Linked DNA regions of Gossypium hirsutum: regions 1 and 3 are each linked to region 2. The links are chromatin contacts, called in public Hi-C maps. All regions are on one chromosome and are shown on one strand. Each heading gives the region's core, a stretch centred on a gene start, on an enhancer-like site or on the middle of the called end of the contact. The rest is flanking DNA. Distances are from core to core; before and after follow the strand shown.

Region 1 (3,982 bases), core at 1,340-3,839, 360 kb after region 2:
ATTCAGTCAAGAAGTACTTCACCTGAAAAAAAAAAAGAGGCCAAAGCGAAAACACGCAAAGGGCATTTTGAGACCAAAGAGGTTTTGAGTTGAAAACCCAAGAAAGGGCAATTCAAATTTTGATCGAAGATAGGGCATGTGGTAGTCTTGTCTTCTCAGAATTAACAAGGAAAAGGAGTGCATCTTGGGGTATCAAAAAAATACTCTGGATCTCCTAGACACATATCAGACTCAAAATGGTCCTTGAGAAGTTTGTGCAGAGAAGCTCATGTTGTGATATCTGGGGTACCTAGTTTTCACCTTACTCATATTGTATTTTAGCAGTATTTGCTATCTTTGATTAATTTATTCATTTTGAGCTCTGTTCCCAATCAATTTCAATCTTGTCCATTGTTACAATCTTTTTCAAACATTTTTACATCGAAATAAAGAATAATGGACTAATGATATTAAAGTAAAAGGAGTTCTGCATATTGCTCTGAAAGGTTTTCTAAATAGTACGAGGATCTGAAACAGGACCACTAGTCAGAACTAACCAAATTTAAGAGTTGAAAATACCTGGAAAAAAATCTAAATTGGTGATTATTTCTTCGGGTTCTCTATCAAAGATACCAGCTGAACAAGAATACAGGGTAATACATCAGTGATAGAATCCTGGTGAACAACGAGCAATGTCAACCTAAGCATTAAAAGGGGATCATTCTCGAAAAATAACATTTTGCATTCATACAGACATCATTCATACATATCTAGTTAGGAGTATTTGATTCATTTTGATCATAACATCCTAATCACTCGGCATAAAGATAGGGCCATGAAATAGATTCTACAGGTCATGTTCCCAAGAGAACGATGTAACAGATCAGTGAAACCACAAATCTTATACCCCTAAAGTTACAATGGGACGAATTTAAGTCATCGTGGCGAATCTTATCTCCTTGAAGTTGCAGTGAAGCAGATTGAAAATAGTGAATCTCATTTTCCTGAAGTTGCAGTGAAACAGACTAAAGCTACAAGTCACAAATCTTATACCTCCAAAATTGTAATAGGTCGGATTAAATTTACCATGCAGAATCTTATCTCCTTGAAGTTGCAGTGGAGCAGATTGAAGCCTCAAATCTTATCTCCCTCAAGTTGTAGTGGAGCAGATTGAAGATGCGAATCTTATTCCCCTGAAGTTGCAGTGGAATAGATTAAAGCTACGAGTTACAAATCTTATCCCCCTGAAGTTGCAGTGGAGCAAATTGTAGATGCGAGTCTAATCTCCTTGAAGTAACAGTGGAGTAAATTGAAGTACTAATTCCTATACCCCTGAAGATGCTGTGGGATGGAATGATGCTACTTAAAAAAGAGAAGCTACTTAAAGAAGAGAAGCACCAAAGAAGTCAAGATTCGACAAGACCAGGCAAAATTGACCCTTTTTAAAGTCTTTGCTCCATTCTCGTTATATGACAATGAGTAAAGAGAAGCAGCTGTAATAGGCCAATTTTGGCCCGAGCCCCAATTATAGAAATGAAACAAGATTTAAACCAAAATAAATAAAGTCCCAGTCTAATTACATATCAAGCCCAAAAATACTACGCAATTACAACCCAAATGCAAGAAAACCCTAGTGGCCCAAATGGCCCAAAAACTAAACTTAGTTTCAGTAAAAAACTGAAACCCTAGCCGCATGCCACGTTGATGCCCCTCTGCGCATGCCTTCGCCACTGCCGCCATCAGCCACTCCGCGGTCACTTGTAAAGAAGAAGCAGAACGCAACAAACACGCAAAGCAAAGAAGACAACGAAGAAAAAAAACAAAATATTTGTAATGGACAGTTTGTATTTTGGCTATAAAAAAGGCCACATTTCCTACTTGTATTTTTTTACGAACACACATCAGAGTAATAAAAAACCTTAAAGGTGATTTGCTTGATTTTTTTTCTTTGTCTGTATCTATTTTTTCTTTTTAAAAAATAAAATAAAAAATAAAAAGAAGAACATAATATAGAACAAGAATTTTTTTTCGAAAAGATATTAGGAAAATATAAAATTTGAGTTTAATAGTAAAATATATTATATTTTTAAAGGAAAATATAAGTTCAAACAGTACTATTAGGAGCAACAACCATAAACTTTAAAAATAAAATATAAAATAAAATAAAAACCCATACCATACATTTTAAAAAAAAGTTATACAGAGATTTTAAATCTATAGGAAATGTGAGATGAGAACTTTAATTTTAATTTTTGTGATAAATTTTTGTTTTTTTTGCCAACAACACAGTACAATACAATTAAAATAAAATAATAATAATAATAATAAAACAAAAAAAAGGGGGATGAAACAGGATGGGAGCCAAATTTGTGAAACTGAGCATCTTTTAATTATCAATTATGGTTTGTAAGTCGTAACCTCCTCTCTCTTATAACAATAAATCCACACCAAATTTACTCATCTTTTGTTAAGAGCTTCCATGCACTTAGTTTCACGTCGGTTTTCATTTCCCTACAAATGCTTATTTCTTTCCCTGCCAATAACCCATTCATCTCATACAACTTTTCTTTTCAAAGAAAGCTTTAAGAAAAGAACAAGAAAATCTGTGTGATGGACACGAAAGCTGTAGAACACAGGCAACCCCTCCTGAAGAATGTGGAAAAGACGGCCCAAGAAGAGTCACGAACCACTTCGGAATTTCCTTTATTAACTGCAATAGTAAAGCAACCAAAGACCAAGAAACAAAAAATCGTGAGAAAAACCTTCAAAGGCACCGCCGTTTTGTCCAAGCTTCTGCCTACAGGCTCAGCCCTTACTTTCCAAATACTGTCCCCAGTTTTAACGAACCAAGGCCAATGCAAAACCCAGGTTTGCCAAAACTTGATGCTAGGCCTTGTGGCGTTTTGTGCCAGCTTGTGTTTCTTCCTTTCTTTCACGGATAGTGTTCGAGATGAAAGAGGCAAGGTCCGGTACGGGGTGGCTACGTTTAGAGGGTTATGGGTAATGGATGGCCCTGTTGAACTGCCAATAAAGGAGGAAAACAAGTATAAGGTCAAGTTGATTGATTTTTTCCATGCTTTGGTATCCATAATGATTTTTATGGCGCTTGTTCTGTTCGATCAAAATGTTGTCAACTGCTTTGGTCTGAAGCCATCAGGGGACAGCAATGAGCTGCTGCTGATGTTATTGCCTGCAAGTATTGGAGCCATAGGCTGCCTTTTGTTTGTTTCATTCCCTAGCAAACGCCATGGAATTGGCTGCCCTCTCTCCAAAAATTAGTCCATCTTCCCAATTTAATCTAGAATGCACATGAGAAATCTTTTATTTTCACAAAAATGAAAGTAATCTTTTAATGTTTCCAAACGTATAATCAACATACCGTCCAAGTCTATGTTGAGCCTAGTAAATTCATTGTCAAATCGACTATTTAAAAATTAAATTTGTGAATCCCAATCCGAATAAGATTCAATAGCTTATATGTCGTGCATTTATATTCGAGTCAAAATCCAGTTAAAATTAAATTGAATTTTAAAATCTTTAACTTATTATTTTTATTATTATTATCAAATGCTACTTAAATTTAAAGAAAATTGTGAAGGATGTAAGAAAACAAAATCAACCTTATTATCTTGATAAATAAAAATTTTTATAAGATGAAATGTTAAAAAATCAGCAATCCTGACTCAATTAAACTACCTAACTATCAATTAATGAATCATGATTGGCACATATTATTTTAAATTGATGTTACATAATGGACATGAATAGAACAAAATTTTAAGACCCTAAATTCGGCCCAATTACATGGCAAAGGCCAATCCAATGTTCTAGCCCTTCACTCATCGTAAGCCTCAATTAAATGTCCATGATTTAGCCCAAATAAAGCCATTTAAGCACATAGTAGTTGAGTCATGTCTATCTCCAATGTCCTTTATTGCCTTTGCTGCTCACATCAGGATTCTCATTTCTAGAGTCAGTATTCTGGTAGGAGGAATCAAGCAAG
Region 2 (4,098 bases), core at 416-2,915:
CCTGACCAAAAATTCTAGAAAAAAATTAGTAAGTAAATATATGAGTCTAGTTTCAGGAAAAATTTACGGAATTAGATTTCGAGTTTCGTAACTCGAGATATGATTTTTTTAGCGACCGTGACGCAGATGGATAGTTTACTACGAAAACTGTTTAAGTGCTAAGATAAGTTTTGTAATGCCTCCTGCTCGACTCGGGCGATGGTCTCGGGTAGGGGGACGTTACATTTACTATTTAATTTTTTAAAATATCAACTCTAATCAAGACAGAATTTAAACCTCCAAAATTTTATTTAAATTATGAATTTCATTATTTAAATTTTTTCCATATAGTAAAAAACTCAAATAGAAGAAAGAATGAAGAAAGGGAGAGGAAGAGAAGGGAAAATAAAGAAAATAAAAGGGGAAGTTAAAGGAAAATAAAAGAAAAATAATTAAATTTTTCAAAAAGAAAAAAAGTATAGGGATTAGTTATGGAATTTGGCCTAAAAATATTATTTGAAATGTGATATAACATTAGAGGTGTCCATGGCTTGGGCCGGGTCCAATGAAAAAATTGGGCCCATTTGCTAGGCCCAACCTATAAATGGGCCTAAAATTTGCCCATGCTTGGCCCGAATAAAAATGTTGAAACTTGAGCCAGGCCCAGCCGTATTATTTTTATATTATTTTTTATATAATTTTTAAAAAACATAATACATCAAAAATACTAAAAATATTAAAATAAATGTTTCTCGAAAAATTGAAAATAAATTAAAAATCAATATGTACATTTAAATAACACTAAGATATGTGCAACTTAATAAGCAAATACCTCTAAAATAGTAACAAAAATAATAATAAAACAAAAGTTATACAATATACAAACAATAACAACAAAATAGTAGCAACATAGCAGTGAAATGGTAGCAAAATAGTAAAAAAAATAGCAAAAAACGTAATTACAAAAACAACAAGAACATAAAAAAAAGTAGTAATTTTTTTTGTATATTGGGGCCGGGCTAGGATCGAGCTAAAAAAGCCTTATATGAGGCCCAACCCGTTTTCTAAACAAGCATGATTTTTTACACAAGCCCATTTTTCAGGCCTATATTTTTACTCAAACCCTTCTACTTTTCGAGCGAGCTGGGTGGCCCCGCCCATAAACAAATTTATATAACATATGCCATGTTAACTTGTCATTAAACTATTAATGGCAATTAATGATTTAATAATTAAAATATAATAAATAACATTAATGATTATATTATAATTTTTAAAATTTGATGATAAAATGTAATTTAAACTATTAAATTTATTGTTTACCCTAATAATTATTAGGAATAGCAACTCTCATCCTCATTATCCTCCTTAAATTTGAAACAAATACTTCAGTAAGAAGGAATTTAAGATTTCAAAAGATTTTTTTTTTGAAAAATATTTTTAGTATAATTTATTTAATATCTTAATAAAAAATAATTTGAGAAATTGTGACAAATTATATACTACAATTGGTTCACCATTTCAAAATTTAACACTAGAGATAATGATAGATGGAAATAGAGTTGAAGTGCCAAAATGGATATTTTCAAAATAGAAGTGGCACATTAAAAGATTTGTTAAATTATAAGAGCCAAAAACGGAATTATCCCAAATCTTGTTTCTTAAAATTGGGCTCATTATTTTTTGTGGGTGTTAGCAGGGGTGGGGTTTACAGGGGTTTTAGGCCCAGTTTGGAAAATAGGGTAAGAAGTGAGGAAGAGAGCAAGAGGAGCAGCGACCGGCGAGAGAGATGGCAGGAGCGTTTTGGGGAACAAGAGTGATGGAGATAGTGAAGAAGCACGACTCTGGTGGTCTCGTTTGGAAGAGAATTAAGCTCACTTCCACCCGCAAAGCCAACGCCAAGAAGCGTCTCCATCGCGTTTGGCAGGTCCTTATATCCTTCTCTCCTTTTTTTTTCTTTTTTTTTTAATGCCCCAACCTTTCTTCTTCTGGGGTTTTTGTCTTGCGGCTTCATGCTTTATGCTCTCAATTGTTTCACTTAGGTTTTGGGAAGTAGTTAGAATTATAGGGAAAATATGAACTGTGGAAGAAGGTTGTGAACAAGTTCAAGTTAACATTTGATAGTTTATTACATTTAGAGATTAGTTGCAAATTTCGTACCCACAATTAATAGCACAGTCAACCATACATGCTCAAGATAGCTTATAGACTTCAACTTCATTTGGTATAATGTCCTGTTAGTTTAGATTTCATCTTAGGATTATTTACTATTCATGATAAATGTTTTCCTCTTTGCTTTGCGTGTGTGTGTGTGTCCCTTTCCTGTAGCTCTTACAAAACGGTTCTTCCATTTTATGGCCACTGGCATGTGTCTGCTGAAGTTCCGTATGTGCTGTTTTTAAAGGGGTTTTAGTGGTAGCCTCGCATTAGATTGTGTATAATCAGTGAACTCGAGTTCAGTGGTTTAGAACTATGCAATATGTTATCTGGATTCTGGGTCGGTGTTAGATGCGGGTATGTGCAACTTCAAATATTTTTCTGTGTTTGGAAGATCATACCATCATATCAATGTCCAAATATGTGCCAGATACAATTGTATGATACGGATACTTTAAAGAAAATTAAGAGTCCAGTTAACAGAGCTGAGCACACAGAAAGGGTTAGTTTAATCTTGAGTCTGAAGAGGGGATAGTACAGGATTCAGGCGACCTGGACATTTTTACTTTCTATCTAATGACTTGGTTGGCCAATTGACTGCTGTCATTCTACTTGGTCAAGTTGTAGTTTAAATTTCTCACATTAGGTTGTCTACTTACCATGATTTTATAGTCATGGTGGCACTTGGATAAGAGAATCATCATATATTGTCTTTCGGCCTTTCATTTGCTTGGATCTAAAGACTCCTTGAGTTTTTATCGTCTGCTAAAGGGAAATTATTTAATTACAACCATGTAATATTCTGAGAAAAACATTATTTTAGTAATTGACCACTTTTGTAGTGGCCTATGGATGATGGATTCAAATCCCTATTTCATGTTTGCTATTTGTGAAATAGAGTTATGACTTAAACCATTATATGAAAGAAACCTAACATTTCTTTTATTTAGCATTGCCACTGGTGGAACTTAGCCTGCCTATATACCAGTTTTTCTTGCCACGAGGTCAGTTTTGTCAAAGGGTGGATGGGGCTCTCTAGGCTTTAGATCTCTTATATTGCCTTAGGCACAAAATGAAGCGCTTGCCTGATTGAAGTCATATTTAAATATATACACATATATTTATGAATACATATTTGTATGCATAAAGTAAGCTTAAATATATAGTCATATATATTGCAATATTTGTGTATAAATAAAATAAGCTTATATATAGTTATGATTTGCCCACCTCATCCCTTAACCATGTGGGCGGGGGTTCGATCCCCCCTCATGAGAATGGAGCACATTTCATGACCAACCGTTTACCGCTTTGGAGTGCACCTGTAGCAAGGGGATTAGTCACTGTTGGTGCCAGCGGTGGATACCCTAGTTATGATCAAATATATATATAGTTATGATTATAAATTCTAAAGAGTGGTCAAGTTTATTTACAAAACATGCAATTTTTTAGTTGGCCAATATGCTTGATTTCTTACTGTTCTGATATTGTTGAATTCTCACATATCGAGAGGTAGGGGTTTTGATACTATCTTCTTTTTTACTAGTAAAGGTTTATTTAAAAAAGTAAAAAATAAAATAATCAGGCGGGCTTTTCTTTTGCTTATTGCCATACTAAAAAGAGTGCCTAGGTACACCAGGCATGCACTTGATCAAATGCCCTTGCCGGAAAGGGTGTGAGGTGTTTTTGTTGTCTAACGCCAAGGCACTAGGCATGTGCCTTGACATCATTGAGGTCCAGACCTCCAACTGAAAGGCCATTTATAACCATATTTAAGAAAGAAATCAGGTTGTGATATTCTATTTTGCTGTTTGCATTACATTCAGTAACAGTCAGATAACTTCTGTTGCAAGGGGCTTATGAGAATTGAATCGTGATTCCTTTGGCTTTCACACATCTATGTGCTGCAAAACTCGAATGTTAAAATTACTATAATTGTTTCCTCTTTTGCCTAATTACTCT
Region 3 (4,029 bases), core at 503-3,002, 420 kb after region 2:
TAAATGTTACAATGTCAAAAAATACACTGTTATGATTAAACGTTTGCATCATCAAATAGAAACCTCGAACTTGTAATAATAAGTTGGTTTAGCACACATGGTATCCGTGTTTTAGATTTACATTTATCCCTTCCACTATATTTATTTTATCTCTTTCGCACTTTAACCTTTTTTTTTTTTAAATTGTTAGCCATATTTGATATGTAAACTATGCGTTGTTACATGTTTTGGTAGCTAAAAACTATCAACGTTAGTAAAAAGTTGGCCAACGTGGCACGTTAATTGGTGATATAATATGTTAATCGAGTTGACCAACGTTGATTCACGTTGATTAATGTTTATTGGTAAAAAAAGTCATTAAAAAATTATTTAAAATTTATAAAAAAATTAAAAATAAAAAACTTGAAAAAATTATTCAAAATTATAAAACTAGTAAAAAAATATTTAAAAAAATTTTAAAATCTAATAAAAATATATAAAAACAATTTAAAATATTGAAAAATTTGTAAAAATTCTTAAACGTTTGCTAAATATTATAAACATTGCAATTTTTTAAAATGTAAAAAGTAATAAAAATATTAAAACTTTTTGAAATTCATCAAAAGATTTATAAAAATGTAAAAATAAAAAAATTTATAAAAATTTATAAAAACTTTGAATTAGAAAACATCCATTGGATTTAAATACTAGGAGATTGTTCTAAGATCAATTTTAAACAGTATTATAATTTTTACAGTTTTTTAAAATTTTTATGATTTTCAGAATTTTAACTCTCTGAAAATTTTAACCATTTTTTACTTTTTTTTTATGGTTTTCACAATTTTATACATTTTAAAAAAAGTTACAATGCTTTTATTTTTAACAAATTTTTAATAATTTTATATTTTTAAATTAAATTTAAAACATTTTAACTAATTTTTTTATAATTTTAGAAGTTCTTTTTCATTTTTAAATAATATTTTACACTTCTTTTAAAATAACTTTTAATGATTTTTTTAACTAGTCAATGCCGGCCAACATTAGTCAAGAGTTGGTCAACATTGATTAACTTGATGAATGTGTCATATTATCAATCAATCTACCATGTTATCATGACTCGGCTCAATTTGATCGGTCAAATTTTTTAAAACATACAGTTAGCTTTTAGGTATCAAAACGAGTAACGGTGCAAAGTTCAATCACTATAATTTGGCATTTTTAGTTTTTATATTTTTTAAATTTTAAAATTTTAGTCATCATTAAATAATAACTATTAAATTCATTTAATTTTGTTATTTCCAAAATATAATGTGACAAATATGTTATCAAATGTGTAACGTCATATCAGTTTATTTTTTCACATATTTATCACTAAAAATTCAGTAAATAAATTAACTATTATCATTTTGCATGAAGACAAGAATTTCAAAATTTGAGAAGTACCCAAAGTTAAAAAGATCTAATTGAAGAATATATATACTAAATCTACAATAATACATATAATACATGATTGAAAATTAAATTTAACCTAATAAATTTTTTACTATTTTTTAGAACAGGATTAAAATTTTTAAATTCTTAACAAAATTTATAATGTTTGAAGAAATGAAAATGTCATCAAACCCATCCATCACTTTCTTTTCATGCATATCTCAATCCATTTCCACTGTGACATCAATTTCTCCCCCTTTTCTCTCGCTCTTTCTTGAAGTAAACTTTTTTCTTATACAACATAAATGATTTTAAATAACAGCTCACCAGCACGAGATTCAGTTTCTGCAAAAACTTCACAAATTTCTTAAAAAAGGCCATCCACAAATTTAAAGAATTTCAGCCTTTTTTATTTTTAAAATAGGAAAGCCGAAATTAATTGCCTTCCAACTAGTGCATATACATACGAAACAAAAACGTAAAAACAAACAAAAAAAACCCCAGAGATCTCAACCCAAGTTGTGGTGTAGATCCAATCTTTTCCACACTCCATTTTCAGATTTTCTGTGTAAACAAGCAGCAACTACAAAACCCCACCAATTTCATTAAGCGTATCCATTGTCGCCTTAGCCTGTATCAGTTTCCATGCTATACTATATATCTGCATAAAGGATATCAACGTAACTTTTGGATTTAAGTCTCTTTTTCTTTTCTTCATCTTTGAGGGGGAGGAGAAAAAAAGAGTGAACTGTATTAATGCTAGCTGTGTCACCTTTGAGGAACGCAAGGAATGACGAGAACAAAGGAAAGATGGAGAGTTTCAGTATTATTAGCTCTGAAGAGTTCCCAGACTTCGCCGAGGGAAATTTACTTGAGAGTATTGATTTCGATGATCTTATCATCGGCATCGATGAAGGCGATATGTTGCCGGATTTGGAGATGGACCCTGAAATTCTTGCAGATTTACCCACCAGTAGATGTGATGTTGAGGAATCAATGAACACTTCAGTAGAAAAAACTGACGAGGATAGTAGCCAAAGGAAAGAGGAGGAGGAAGAAGAAGATAAAATTTCGGGTTCGGGGTCAGGTTCGAGCTCAAGCAAAGGCGAGGAGATTCTCAGCAAAAGAGAGGAACCTAATGCAGTTAATAAAACGCCTTCTAAATATGCTGTTAAGGGAAGAAAATCTTCAGCAGCACAAGCAAAGAATAACAATCAAGGCAAGCGAAAAACGAAGGTAATGAAAATTTACCAGAAGTACTTGAAAGTAGTACTAGCATAAGCATACTCGAGTAATTAGGTTTTAATTGTCTTAAGATTGAACCTAGAAACTGGTCTCTCGCTTTCACAAGTATGGACCAGAACATGGTTCCAGGGAAGGTGAAGATGTCACGAGAATCATGGAAGTATGTGAATTGTAAACAAGAGAAGAGTGAGAGAGGCCCTCTGAAAAGCTATTTACATTAGTTGTTTTTTTTCTTCAGAGATCTGGATAGGATAAAGTATGTTTTGATTAGTTTAATGATGTGTTGAATTATGTGAAGAAGGTGGATTGGACGCCAGAGTTGCACAGGAGGTTCGTTCAAGCAGTGGAGCAGCTCGGGGTGGATAAGGCGGTGCCTTCAAGAATTTTAGAGCTTATGGGAATCGATTGTCTCACTCGCCATAACATTGCCAGTCATCTTCAAGTACTTTCACTTCCAAATATTCTTTATTTTTTTCCTACTTATTCATATTTCATGCCTTTAGTACCTATTGAATCTCTCGATATATAGTATTGTAGTTTGTTTCTTTCCTTGTGAAGGTAGGAATTTTTCTGCAGAATCTGTTTCGAGATATGCATAGGATTGATAAAAAGTTTCAGAAAAAGAAAGTAGTATTTCAATGAATTATTTATTTTATGTAAAACCTTTTTATGTCATGTTGTGCAGAAATATAGATCTCATCGGAAGCATTTGCTAGCCCGTGAGGCGGAGGCCGCAAATTGGACCCAAAGGAGACAAATGTACGGTGGTGCTGCCACCTCCGCTGGTGGAGGCAAGAGAGATATAAATCCTTGGCTTGCACCTACTATGGGTTTCCCGCCGATGTCACCCATGCACCACCACCACTTTAGGCCTTTGCATGTATGGGGTCATCCCACCATGGATCAATCCCTCGTGCACTTATGGCCTAAACATCCAGCTCACACAACATCCCAACCACCGCAGCGACCACAGTCTACATGGGGACCTCCACCAGCTAACCCCTCGTTTTGGCATCACCACCACCAACGTGTAAGCTCTAATCACCATTTTCCCATCCACCTAATTAAAAGTGTCGATTTTAATTGTTATTTTATTTTATTTTATCTCATTGTATAGGTATCAAATGGACTAACCCCAGGAACACCTTGCTTTCCACAACCAATAGCACCAACGATAAACAATCACTCCAGTTTTGGCAGCATCTTACCTGTTTGTATCTCAACTGTGAGATTCATACTTGCTACCTAGTAGTATTATGTTTTGGCATCTGCAACTATAGATTGATGAAGCTTTTAAGACTAAGTGGATTTGGTGGTTTCCTTGCAGAGATTCCGTGCAGCACCGGTCCCGGGCATTCCTCCCCACCACCACGG

What was found. A called contact is a pair of places that touch in the nucleus more often than the background predicts.
Region 1: a Hi-C map of leaf shows a contact between it and region 2, with 1.8 times the contacts expected there. The contact joins the promoter of LOC121228098 here to the promoter of LOC107898988 in region 2. A contact is called at or near these places in 2 of 34 Hi-C or Micro-C datasets (both in leaf).
Region 3: a Hi-C map of leaf shows a contact between it and region 2, with 1.6 times the contacts expected there. The contact joins the promoter of LOC107898977 here to the promoter of LOC107898988 in region 2. A contact is called at or near these places in 2 of 34 Hi-C or Micro-C datasets (callus and leaf).

The regions. Positions count from the first base shown.
Region 1 is chrA04:81,344,587-81,348,568 of Gossypium_hirsutum_v2.1, forward strand. LOC121228098 (protein DMP7) reads left to right here and starts at 2,590. Exons shown (of 1, transcript XM_041111239.1): 1 at 2,590-3,258. The coding sequence starts at 2,590. The coding sequence ends at 3,258.
Region 2 is chrA04:80,983,413-80,987,510 of Gossypium_hirsutum_v2.1, forward strand. It overlaps LOC107898988, which reads left to right and starts at 1,666. Exons shown (of 2, transcript XM_016824577.2): 1 at 1,666-1,906. The coding sequence starts at 1,769.
Region 3 is chrA04:81,403,295-81,407,323 of Gossypium_hirsutum_v2.1, forward strand. It overlaps LOC107898977 (transcription activator GLK1), which reads left to right and starts at 1,753. Exons shown (of 6, transcript XM_016824557.2): 1 at 1,753-2,646; 2 at 2,954-3,097; 3 at 3,341-3,685; 4 at 3,773-3,829; 5 at 3,983-4,029. The coding sequence starts at 2,167.